Linked DNA regions of Mus musculus: all the other regions are linked to region 4. The links are chromatin contacts, called in public HiChIP or PLAC-seq and Micro-C maps. All regions are on one chromosome and are shown on one strand. Each heading gives the region's core, a stretch centred on a gene start, on an enhancer-like site or on the middle of the called end of the contact. The rest is flanking DNA. Distances are from core to core; before and after follow the strand shown.

Region 1 (3,055 bases), core at 410-2,909, 240 kb before region 4:
CATGGAGAGGGGAGGACAACACACCAAACTGCAAAGGACACAGCATGCCCTAAAGCACTGTTAAATTCCTTCAGTCTTGCCTCTGACATCATTTAGCACTACCAAATGAAAAAGTTAACTGCCCTAAGTCATGAGGTAATTACAACAAAATGTTTTGCTGGAGCCAAGGTTCACCTAAACTCTACATAGTAAACCCAATGTACACTTCATATCTTTTTTTACTGTTGTTCTGACGGAACAAAATGCACCCATTATAATGGGAAAAAACGTAAATCATTGTGTTCATACTGTTCCCAAGAAATGAAAGCCACATTTTTTTTTAGATGATCCACAGATCTTGTCTTTTACCTCTTGTGCTGACATCAATAAATGGGAGAAAAAACGAGGGGAGTGGGTAAAGGGTATAGCCAATATATAAATAATTCGGGGGTACCATCATTACACGTTTCTATTTATGAAGGAAGCCGACAGCCCCAAACGATTACTTTCCTCAAAGTAGCAAGCATTTCTTCCTAACACTTTCTGCTCACGATAAAGATATGAATAAAATAAGCATTCTCTTCAGGTACAATCTGGTAATCCTAGAGACCAGCCCTCTTCAGGGTGAATGAAGCATCTTTCCATTACCGGTCTACAATCGCAGTACAAGAGAATTGCAATGGCTAGAAAGGAAGGGCACAGATCAGTACTACCCTGTGGAGAGCTGTTGGCCACAGAAAGGCAGAAAGTCATCATCTGTACAGAAGCCAGGCAACTCAGAGGGTTTCCCGAGCTCTCATGAGAGAGAGCTAACTACAGCTTCCTCGTTCTCCAAGGAAAAAGATCTTGCTATCCTTATCGCTGGAGGGAAGGTTTTTCTATGCCACCGAACAGTCCGGAAAATTACACGCGGGAGTGTGCTGGAGGCGCCGGGTGTAGTAGTAGGTGCTTCTCCTCCCCCTGCCTCGTTCAAGTAGTAGTGAAGGGCGCTACCTCCATGTTATTAGTAAAGTACGCCCGTGGTACCTAGAGGCTTCGCTTCGCAGCGGAGCACCGGGTGGCGGCCGCTCTAAGAGCGGGTTCAAGGGTGGGAGAAGACTCTCGGCTCCACGATCTAGAGGGTGTGGAACCGGGTGCCGCCGTGCCCTGAAGGGCCGCCACTCCCGTGCCCGCCCTCCCCGCCTCTCCGAGAAGCGAGGCAGCCCGACCCCAGTACCTTCTTGACCGTGCGCGGCGCCTCGGTGACCGTGCCGTCGGGGCTGACCAAGGCCTCGCCGCCGTCGCGATGCCGCTGGTGCTGGTGATGAGGGTCGCTCCGCTTCATGGCGGACGCTTGAGGGACCTTCCCGGCCGCAGGGCTCAGAGCCGCGGTGGGCCCCGAGCCCGGGCCGGGGGCCGGGGGCCGCTCCGCCGCGGGAGCCGGAGCTGGAGCCTCTGGGTCCCCGCCACCCGCTGGGGGTACCATGGCGCCCACGGCCGCCGCGCTCAGTCCCAACTGGGGCTCCGCCTCGGAGGGGCTCAGATCCTTCAGCTCCACCTCAGGCACCTTGGCGGCTGCCGCTGCTGACACAACCTGCACCGACATCACCGCCTCCACTGCAACCGCCGACTCTGACTCTCGCACCAGCTCCCACTCGGCCCCGCCTCCCGCCTCCCTTCCCCTTCCCTCCCCCATACCCCCACTCCTCCCCTCCATCGCCTCCGCTCCCACCCCCTTCCTCCGCCCGCCCGCTCGCTCGCCGCCAGCCCGGCCTCTCGAGCCTCGCCCCACCCCTGTCTGACTCACGCGCGAGGCGCCACAGAACCTGTAGTGCGCTTGCTCCGGGTTGCACGCGACTAGAAGACCGTGGGACCTCAGCAACCAACTTGCACTGCGCTCGCCTCGCGGGGGGGTGGGTGGGGGATAGGCCGCAGAGTCCCCTGGGAGTTGTAGTCCTTTCGTCCCTCCTCCGGAAAGTAGTTTTTGATGGAGAGGGAACTCCCAGGACAGCGACTAACAGAAAAGTATAAAAACGGATGACGCGACGGAATAGATGAGGAGAATGTCTCCAGAGGGGTTGTGGTTTCCGGAAAGGAATGCCAGAAACCCCAGGGAAAGTGGGGGGCAAGAATGACTCGCTCCCCTGACGGCGTGAATTTCCTCCGGAGTGTGCGCATGTGTGCTATCACGTGGGCGGCCTTTAAAGGAAAAGCGGCAGGTCAGGTGAGATGAATTCCGGCTCCAGGCTAGAAGGCATGGGGTTTCTCCATTCCGTTCCGAGCCTTTCTTCAGTGGGTTGGTTTCTAGAAGAAAAGAAATAAGCCATTTCCTGCTGTCATGCTTTCTGGCGTACTCTTGAATTAAGTAACTAAAATCAAATCCCCAAAGAAAGAAATCTCGTCAGGGTATGGTGGAGTACGCAGTAATAATTTGAACATCTGAAGTGTATGCGTCACCAGTGATAATAGTTCGAGGCCAGCTGAGCTATGAAGCAAGGCCCTGTCTTTAAAAAAAAAAAAAAAAAAGTTAATTCTACCGCACACATGTAATTAAAGGACCAGAAAAGAACTGGGAATCTACCCTGGGCCCTCTAAATGAGCAACAAATTCAATTAACTTTTGACCAGATCACCAGCTGCCAGTTTTATTTTTAATAACAAAAATAAAATAAAATTGCGTACCATTTGGTCATAGTGGTAAGCCCAACACTCAGGAGACAGAGACCTGAGAATCAGAAATGTGTTGAGGTTAGCTTTGACTGCTTAGCCAAAGCCTGTCACAAAAAGAAGAAACTTACCTGAAAGTAATGTTCTACTGATGATAGAATTTTTTTTCTTTTAAGAAGAGTTCTCCAATAGTCTTTTAATGATAAAAGGAAATAAATGCTTATAATTTTAAAAATCAGACTAAAAGCCAGGCGGTGGTGGCATAAGCCTTTAATCCCAGCACTTGGGAGGCAGAGGCAGGCAGCCTGGTCTACAGAGCAATTTCCAGGACAGCCAGGACTACACAGAGATACCCTGGCGGGGAAGGGGAAGGGGCATATAACAACATCAAGATGGCTTATCAGTTAAGAGCATCTGCTGCTCTTCCAGAG
Region 2 (2,919 bases), core at 58-2,557, 210 kb after region 4:
ATGCTGTGGTACCACTTAGCTTCTTTGGGAGAGGAGGATTAGGCTGTATTGTGGAGTGTTTGGCAGTGTCCTTAGCCTCTGTCTCCAGAGATGCTTATAGCAAACTCCCACTCTGACAACTGAAAATGTCTCAGACATTGCCAAATGTCCCTTGGAAATGAGGGATACTGCTGTGTTCAGACATGTGTTTTAATCTGTATTGGTCTAAAAACTTTAGTAGGGCTTCTGAGTAATTATTATTATTATTACTATCATCATTTTATTATCATATTTAAACAAAAAAAGGTCTTACTCTATAGCCCAGATTAGTCTCATTCTCAAGGGCATCCTCCTGCCTCAGCCTCCTGAGTGCTGGCATTTCTCCAATAGGACTTAAAGGGCCCACTATTAATGCAAGAGCAAGAACAATCACCCAGAACTCCCTTAGCATCTACTTCGTGTCTGTGGATCTCCCCTTGACAACTTCCCCACTTTGCTTAGAAAACACCCATCCTCATGGCCCTTCTATTTCTTCTAGGTTCTGTCTGGCCCAAGGGGAGGTCAGGAGATAGAGGGAGATTGAAAACACACCAAGCACCCACTAGACCATGCACCTCGCTTGTTGTGTTTAAACAGATTTGTACAGGTTTCATGCACAATGGTACCTCCCCACCAGTGAGCAGAGCCTGCACTCTAAGCTCAGGTTTCTCTGGGCCCCTAGGTCCTATTCTTTGCCAACCAATACTGACTGCCTTAACTTGGCCTCAGGTGACAGACCTGAGAATGGCATAAATTAGGAGTTCCAATACCTAAGTCCCTACTCAGCAAAGAATGCCGGACCTTTCTCACTGAGTGTACACCTACAGGAGAAACCCTGGTCAGCCTTGTGTCTCAGGCCTGCTAGCTCTCCTGCCTCAGTTTACCCTCCACTGCAGTTCTAGGGGTAACTCTTCTGGTTACATCTTGGGAACAGGTTTAGAAGAATCAAGCCGCGCTGTTCTGAATCACATGCAAGAGTACCTGAACAAAGTTGCTTTCGAACACCACGGAGTTAGGAAACAGATTGAATTCTGGAGAATGAACCATCTGGCAGAGTAGTCCTTCCTCCACTCCCAGGCCCACTCCAGGGTTCGTTTCCCCATCCACAGGCAAGAGGCCCCTGAACTTCTCCCAGGCATTCAAGGAAGGGAAGGTTGGATATGATCTTATCACTTTTACTGTCTTCTTCGATGTCCACCAAGACTTTCTAGGTGGAACTGATGTCATCATGTCTGCACATGCTCAGGGGCCCTCTGCACTGTTGTCCTGGGATCTGTCTCTTCCCTTCTGATCATGGGCAGCTGGCCAAGGCCTAAGGGGCAGCCGGTCAGCTCACAATGATGAATGGATGACATCATGAAAAACCACAGCAGGCCTGCAAGAAAGGGAATGAGGAGGAGCCTCCCATTTCCTCCTGGGCCAGTGATGCTCATGGCTGCACTTACTGACATCCCACATCCTTCTCAGGGCCCCCTTGGAGCATTCACGGAACTTGCTGGGAAACCCTGAGGCAGGCAGGAAGCAAGGACTGTTAGGATGCTTCCGCCGCTGCCCAGAAGAAAGGCCCTTCCTGTCTCTCTCTCTCTCTCTCTCCCTCTCTCTCTCTCTCTCTCTCTCTCTCTCTCTCTCTCTCTCTCTCTCTCTCTCTCTCTCGTGTGTGTGTGTGTGTGTGTGTGTGTGTGTGTGTGTGTGTGTGTGTGGTGGTGTGGTGGTGGTGGTGGTAGTGGTGGTGGTAGTAGTGGTGGTGGTGGTGGTGGTGGTGTGTGTGTGTTTGTGTGTTACTGAGGATTAAACCCAGGGACCCATACATGCAGAATGAGCCCTACCAAACTATATCCCCAGCCTACACAGGTCTTGAACTTGTTGTATTACGCCTGAACCTCCTGAGTTCATGAGTGTGCAGGATGTAGTTCATACTCCCCTCTTTACATTTGGTTGATTGGTTGATTGGTGTGTGTGTGTGTGTGTGTGTGTGTGTGTGTGTACAAATGGGTGCAAGTGTGCCACAGTGCATGTGAAAATCAGAGGACAACTTATGAAAATAAATTCTCTCCTATCAGACCATCCGGCTTGGCGGTAAGTACACACCTTTATCTGCTGGGACATCTCACCACGGAGCCATCTTGCTGGCCTCTTCCCTTACTCTCTTAGTGTAAACTATTCTAAACAGTATGAAAAGCTGATGTCTATTCAAAACTAATTTCCAGAGCCTCACATGATGTGATCACCCCCCCACACACACACACATACAACTCCCTCACCCCCTGACTTAGCATGTGAGCCTCCTCCCCACCTCCCACACCCTGGCTTACGTGCAAGAACCATTTCTGCTTCCAGGAGAGCTACTAGTGCCTGCTCTTTGGCTGCTATGGCTGGCTGGTTGCAGCTGCAGTTTTCTCCCTTCAGAGGTCAAAACTAAAGGAGCAGGAGCAATAATTAGTTTCTGACGACAAGGCTGACTATGGGTACCAGCTAGGAGGGGCAGCATTACACACCCATCTCGGTGACAGTGGATCTCCCCAAGAGCCAGAAAAATTAAAAAAAAAATCTAAATTCCTGGGTGTGGAGTGGGTCAAAGAACCAAGCAGACTGATCACCAATCAGAGTCAATGTAAGGAGAAATGGTATTCCAACTTGAACACAATTCTAGGATTTGCTAATGTGTCACCATCAAGGTCGAATGCAATAAATTTAGAAAGATGGTTTTGAAAAAAGATATGCAAAGGACAGAGCTGGATGTTATTCCTGCATTTCATCATAAAGTCAGAGAGGGGCAGAGGGACCCAAGGCTTTCCCAGTCTTGTTCTGCCAGCCCTCTTCCACAGCCACAAGGCTACACCTATCCAAACCCTTGTCACAACTCCCAGAGTAGCAGTGAAATGTCTAACTCACATTCCTCAT
Region 3 (3,047 bases), core at 225-2,724, 210 kb before region 4:
ACAGAGCCACAAACAACTGTTTAAATCGTCTCCCTCCTTCTTAACCCGAGTGGATCAGAGCTTCCATTTTTCAGATAAGGAAACTTAAACGGGTAAAAACAAGACAAAAATCATTGGTTCCCTGGGCTGATCTAAATCAAGATTACCAGGTGGTTCGTTTGGCTTTTTAGTTACTACAAGGAGGCATTTTTTTTTTCCTTCTCAGAATGTACAAGTTTTCCTCGCCCCTTCCCTCCAAATCCTTAAATGTCTTCCACCTTCATCCTCTCTTTCTTCTCTACAACTCAGATTGCCTCAAGGTCTGAACACTGCCCAGAATCCCCATGGACTGTTGCTTCACGAATACATCTCTTCTCCCTCCTTGCATCCCCCTAACCCCATCCTTACTCGGGCTCTTTGTGACCGACTGGCTTCCCTGGTCTCTTGCCCCGACCCCTTCTCCAACACGCAGAGTCTCCTTCCCGCACGCAACCTGTCCCAAAAGTTCCGGACTCGTTTCTCCAACTATTCCGGGTGCAAGCCGCGCCCGCCCAACAGTTTGAGGCCTGAGCCTTTTCTTTCCGTCAGTGGCCGGTCCCATCACCTCCGCGTCGCAATCCCGACTCCCGCGCGCTTACCGGACCAGAGCACGAGCTTGCCGTGCGCTTCCTCCTGCGAGTCCGAGTCCCCAGCCAGCAGCGTGGTGGTGGCTCCGTAGGGCAGCGCCGAGCCCAGGCACACGTTGTAGCGCAAAGGCTCGCAGTGGGCGGCCCGGCCGCAGTGGCTCAGCAGCGGCGGCGGAGGGCTGGTCACCGGCACGTCCCTCCTCGAGCTCCCGCTGGCGCTGTGAGGCCCAGGCCCGGTCACGTTCCCGCTCAAGGCCGCCCCCCGGCCCGGGCCCCCCAGCAGTACCAGCAGCAGCAACTGCAGCAGCCTCCGGGGCGCCAGCTCGGGCCCACGCACGGGGCGGCCAGCGGCCATGGCCAAACAGCCAACTCAGCAAAAGCTGAGGCGCCCCGGAGCTCCCCGGAGTCCCCTGGCCACACACACGACCCCGGGGGCCGCGGAGGCTACTTAGGCGACCGGTGCGCCCCGAAAGTCTGGGGCCAGCTTTCGCCAGGCGCCGCGCGCGTCCGGGCCCCTCGACTCCCAACTTTGCAAACTTTGGAACCCGGGCCCCATGTTGAGCAGCGCAGGCCCGGGCCAGGATGCACAGACCCCGGACTCCCTGGCCTGGAGATCGAAGCTGTCTTCAACCCTGGGAACCCTCCGGGGCCCCGATCTCCAGCCCCATTCCCTCTCCCACCATTAAAACCGACTCCCAGCCCCTCGATGGAGGCCAGGCGCCGGCCGGGGGGGGGGGGGGGGTGCGGGAGTGGGTCCCCGGCTCCGCCCCCACGCCAGCCCGCGGCCCAGCAGCCACCTCCGCGCGAGCGCGCCGCAGCCCCCTGAGCTCTCCCTGCCGACTACCGGGCTCCTTTGTTGCTCTAGCTGGCCCTGCTCTCTGGAATGCACGGGCCTCGCGGAGCCAAGCCCGGCCCCCCCATCCGCGGAGGCTGGGGGAGGGCCCGAGCGAAGAAAAGCAAGGGGAGAGTCAGACGCTGGAGAGGAGGAGCCCCAGCTTTGGCGGCCTAAATGCCCGAAGGGGCTGGGGTGGGGGTATTCGGGAACCTTCACCCTACAGAAGACCCTCGCGGGGGGGGGGGGGGGGGGGGATGCGTGCAAGTTGTGTCCCAGAGGCACTTGACTGAATCTTTAGTTGGTCCTAAGGTTGTTTGACGTGACTTTTAGGAGAGGACATTTCTCTCAGTTTAGGGTGGCAGGGGGATGCCTAAAGCAGGCAAGAGTTTTCACTCCATTCCTGCCCAATTCCCCAGCCCTACCAATCTTTTCTTGCTTTTTGTTAGTTAGATCTTTCTCAACTTTACCTAGAACCCTGGTGGAGAAGAACCGGAGTTTGGGGGTTTTGCTTCTTTAAATTCTTCCTGCTCGAGATATATATGGGGAAATAACCTCGGAGTCACTCAGAGTAGCTGCTGTTACCTGTGGGGACAGATGTCTATCCTGAGAACATGTCAACACCAAGCCTTTATCGCTCAGGTATGTCAGGGCTGGATGGACTGTGATTTCCATCAACTGTCCCTGATGCACCTTCGGGTTTGTCCGCAGGAAACTAGTCCATCTTGGATGAATACCTGTGGCCCAGCTGCCTCATGAAGTTTCTGTCGTTCCCTTCTCCACTCAGTTCTTCTTTCTTTCTCTCTTTCTTTCTTTCTTTCTTTCTTTCTTTCTTTCTTTCTTTCTTTCTTCCTTCCTTCCTTCCTTCCTTCCTTCCTTCCGTCAGTTCTTTCTTTCTTGCAGCTTCTTTAAGTCACAGCTCCCCTAAGCAAGTCTCCCTCAACGGCTAGGAGACTGGACTGAATGAACCTTGAGTAACTTTTCCTTGTTGACGGACAACTCAATAGCATAGCTTTTCATTTCTTGTTTCTGTAAGAATAGCTCACAGTCAGCCAGATATAGATCGTTTCTGTTATCTCTGTTGTTTAAGAGCAAATTGACTCCTACACTTCAGATACATGCTTAATTGGTACCCAAGTCTCCAGAACTATGTGAGGAATCTAATTCAATTTGGGGGCTCATTTTGTGTTTTAATTTTATTCTTGTTGGTGTGATAAAATATCCTGACATAGCAACTATAAGGCTAAAAGGATGTATTCTGGACTCACAATTCTAGGTCATAGTCCATCATTGTGGAAAACCTTAGACAGGGACCTTAGCTGGTTGCATCCACAATCAAGAGCAGAGAGAAATGAATACATGCATGCTTACTGGTACTCAGCACCTTCTCTGTACTTAACACAGTCCCGGATCCCCTGTCTTGGGAATGGTGCTGCCCATCACAGGCAGACCTGCCTATATCACTTAGTGTAATCAAGACAACCACCCACAGACACACCAACAGGCTGGCTTCATCTAGAGATCCTGCATGGAGATTCTCTTCCCGGAGGATTCTAGATTGTATCAAGTTGACAATTAAAACTTTCAACAGAGCCTGGCGTGGTGGTGCA
Region 4 (2,865 bases), core at 310-2,809:
CAGTAGGCATGAGCATAAATCCCGCCCTCTCCAGGTGAGCGACACACCCGGGGCCCTGCCCCTTCAGAGTGCACACAGGCTGAGATTCTGGGGCAGCAGGTGCGGCAGGAAGAACCCTCTCCCGGCTTCCTCCCAGGGGCAGGCTGGGGGAAGGCCAGAGTTCAAGGGAAAACCCCCGAAGGACTTTTAGTTAATAGGAGTGGTCTCCTACCTATCTCTTTCCTAGACTTTAGCCAGGAGCTTAGGGAGTAGAGAGGGCGAATGCTGTACTGTATCACACAGGTCCTCATGCGAGGCTTTTAGCCTCTCCAGCCTCCGTCAGCCCCGTCCACATCCTTTCTGGTCCTGATCACTTATCCTCACTTTGGAGTTCAGGCCAGGTCGTTCCCTCCTGATCATCCCGGCAGACTCCACCCGGGGCATAACGCGGAGGGAAGGGGGGTGGGGGTGGGAAGGAACCTGGGTCAGCCCCTGGAGTCATCGCGGGGTTACTGGCTTAGTGTCCGTTCCTGGTCCGCTCCTCTGGACCGGGACGTGTCCGCCTTGCTATGCCAGGAGGAGGCCAAGAAAGCCCCCACTTCCACCCCTGCTACTAGGTACCCGCTCTGGGTCCTCTGGAGGTTCGAGAGACACCTGGAGTCTGGGAGACATCTGCACCGAGGGCGAATACTGGCCCGGGACATCTCTCCGCCTGCGTTTCGGCCCAACTACACTTTCCCTTCACGTTCAGATTCTAAGTTGTTACTTCTTAAGTTTAGGGGCAGGCCGTCAAGAAACTAGACCAAGCATTAATCAGCCCCCGCCCCGATTCTTCTCAACAGCTAAGAATAAATCGTCGTCCCCTTTTGAGCTACGAGTCAAGGAGCAGAGCCTCTATTTGACAACGTCTCCCCTCAAACTCTATTCCCACAGATTCCTGTCCTTGGCTTTAAGATCCTTGGGAGGGATCGCTGCTTGACACCTCAACCTCTTTAGTCGAAAAAGTGAGGTGTGGCCGGGGAGGAGAGACGAGCTGTGTGCCGACAGGGTCGGGGTCGGAAACTCGCTCCTCCCTGGTCCCCGCCAGACTGTGACAGGGCGCTTGGCATCCTTGACCCTGGCGAGGCGCAGTGGGGATGTCCACTGGGCCCTTGGGACTTTCCCCGAGCATGCGAACGTTGGCGGCCGGAGCCCGGCACTCCGAGCTGGCCTGGTGCGGAGCGCCTTGGAGCCATTCGCGCTGGCCCGGCGCCGCCTTCGATCATCGCCCACCGCGGAGGAGCGGGATCCCGACCCCGCTGGCCCCGTTGGCAGGTGCCCGGGGCGTGCAGGTCGCCGTGGGTCGGAGCCGTGGCTTGGCTGAAGCCCGGGGCTGTTCCCACCGCCCTCGGGGCGAGGAGCCCAACACAGCCCACAGCCCCGGGACCTACCTGTTTGCTGTGCGCCCGCGGGGAGCCTGGAGCCCCGGCCTGGCGCTGCGGCCGAGCTGAGCTCTCGCCGAGCTGCACCGCCCGCGGGTCGCCCAGCCCGCCCCGCACTTCCGCATCGCGCCGCCCCCGCCCGGGGCAGCGCCCCGCCCCGCCCCTCGCCACCACCCCGCGCCCCGGGCCCCTACCCATCCACCGCCCACCGCGGGGAAGCCCGGGGCCTCCGCGAGACCGCAGACAGCTCGGCGCCCCTCGCCGGGCTCCTTTGGGAATCCGGGGAGACAGAGTCATCCATCACCCAGTCCCCAGATACCCTGTAGCCTGTCCTCACCTAGTCCGCGCCCGCCTGGAGCTGGAGATCCGCTGCGCGCGGGCGTCGATGGAGCCACACTCCAGGGCATTGGGAGACCCCTGAGAGCTCCCTTTCAACATACCTTGGGCCACTCTGTCTCCTCAGCCTTAACACTGGCCCTCCGGACCGCTCCAACTCACCATGTGACTGACAAGCCCACCTCTTCTTTTGCCCTTACCTTCACCGTGGTTTGGGTTTGCCCTTTGAGCGGGTTCCCACCCCCACCCCGACCTCCCGGTTCCATAAACGGGCCTTCCTGTCCGAGTCGATGCTGGCCTCAACTTCCACACATCCTGTTCATGTAGGAACATTATTCGCTGATTCTCACTCTTCAACTTTTGGGTCAGCATCATATTATTTGATAGTCTAAGTGTTTTTTCCAGGAAGGTCTACCCCTTCCTTGAGTCAGCTTTTGGTTTGTTGTGTTTTGGTGTAATTTGTTGATTGGTTTGGAGGAGGGGTGGAGACGACTTCCAGAGTCTTTCCGTTTGATTTTTCCATATGATTTTAACGTCTAATTTCCACTGAAATTCAGCTTAGTTGGGAACCAACCCTGTCTTGCATGGTTCATGATCTATAGTAATTTTTATTTTTATATTTGTATTTTACTGATAATGGAACCCAGGACCTTGCACATTCTAAGCAAGCACTGTGCTACTAAGTGCCTGCCTTCTCTGCCCTGTCATAATTCTAAAGGGTTATTGTATTTGTTTCTTGGGTTTTAACTCTTTTAAGGGTAAAAAGTTGTGTTGCCGGTGCTGGTCTCCAACTCCAGGAATCAAACGATTTTCCTGGCTCAGATGCCTTGAGTAGCTGAGATTTGGTGTAGCATCGCAGGCAGCTTAACTAAAGATATAAGCACATATATTTTAAATGTTTACCATCTTAATTCTTTTTAGTGATTTATTTTATTTTTTATGTATATGAGTATTTTGTCAGCATGCATGTGCATCGTGAACATGCAGTTCCTGCAGAGACCAGAAGAGGGCGCTGGATTCTCTGGAACTGGAGTTAGAGACTGTTGTGAGCGAGGGGGTGTGGGTGCTGAGATCTGAATCCAGGTCTACTGCAAGAACAGCAGATGCTCTTAACTACCAAGCTATCTCT

Evidence for each region. Hi-C and Micro-C count contacts between places; a contact is called where the count stands out from the background. HiChIP or PLAC-seq counts read pairs in DNA pulled down with a chosen protein or histone mark.
Region 1: a contact with region 4 is called in an H3K27ac HiChIP or PLAC-seq map of microglia, with 4 times the contacts expected there. The contact joins the promoter of Ahcyl2 here to the promoter of Irf5 in region 4. A contact is called at or near these places in 5 of 39 promoter capture datasets (the 3T3-L1 cell line, HPC-7-derived erythroid cells, hippocampal neurons and 2 more), 1 of 484 Hi-C or Micro-C datasets (embryonic stem cells), 4 of 115 datasets of contacts at active chromatin or transcription factors (bone marrow-derived dendritic cells, effector CD8 T cells, memory CD8 T cells and 1 more) and 1 of 9 other capture datasets (liver).
Region 2: a contact with region 4 is called in an H3K4me3 HiChIP or PLAC-seq map of embryonic stem cells, with 35 read pairs. The contact joins the promoter of Fam71f1 here to the promoter of Irf5 in region 4. A contact is called at or near these places in 3 of 39 promoter capture datasets (cranial neural crest, embryonic stem cells and stem cell-derived epiblast-like cells), 3 of 115 datasets of contacts at active chromatin or transcription factors (bone marrow-derived macrophages and embryonic stem cells) and 3 of 9 other capture datasets (adipose tissue, embryonic stem cells and pancreatic islet).
Region 3: a Micro-C map of embryonic stem cells shows a contact between it and region 4, with 2.0 times the contacts expected there. The contact joins the promoter of Smo here to the promoter of Irf5 in region 4. A contact is called at or near these places in 2 of 484 Hi-C or Micro-C datasets (both in embryonic stem cells), 2 of 115 datasets of contacts at active chromatin or transcription factors (embryonic stem cells and microglia) and 1 of 9 other capture datasets (liver).

What each region holds. Positions count from the first base shown.
Region 1 is chr6:29,767,047-29,770,101 of GRCm38.p6, reverse strand. It overlaps Ahcyl2 (S-adenosylhomocysteine hydrolase-like 2), which reads right to left and starts at 1,659. Exons shown (of 17, transcript NM_001171000.2): 1 at 1,196-1,659. The coding sequence starts at 1,564.
Region 2 is chr6:29,317,528-29,320,446 of GRCm38.p6, reverse strand. It overlaps Fam71f1 (family with sequence similarity 71, member F1), which reads right to left and starts at 1,307. Exons shown (of 7, transcript NM_001289663.1): 1 at 1,000-1,307. The coding sequence starts at 1,248.
Region 3 is chr6:29,733,924-29,736,970 of GRCm38.p6, reverse strand. Smo (smoothened, frizzled class receptor) reads right to left here and starts at 1,474. Exons shown (of 12, transcript NM_176996.4): 1 at 618-1,474. The coding sequence starts at 960.
Region 4 is chr6:29,525,319-29,528,183 of GRCm38.p6, reverse strand. Irf5 (interferon regulatory factor 5) reads right to left here and starts at 1,559. Exons shown (of 9, transcript NM_012057.4): 1 at 1,410-1,559.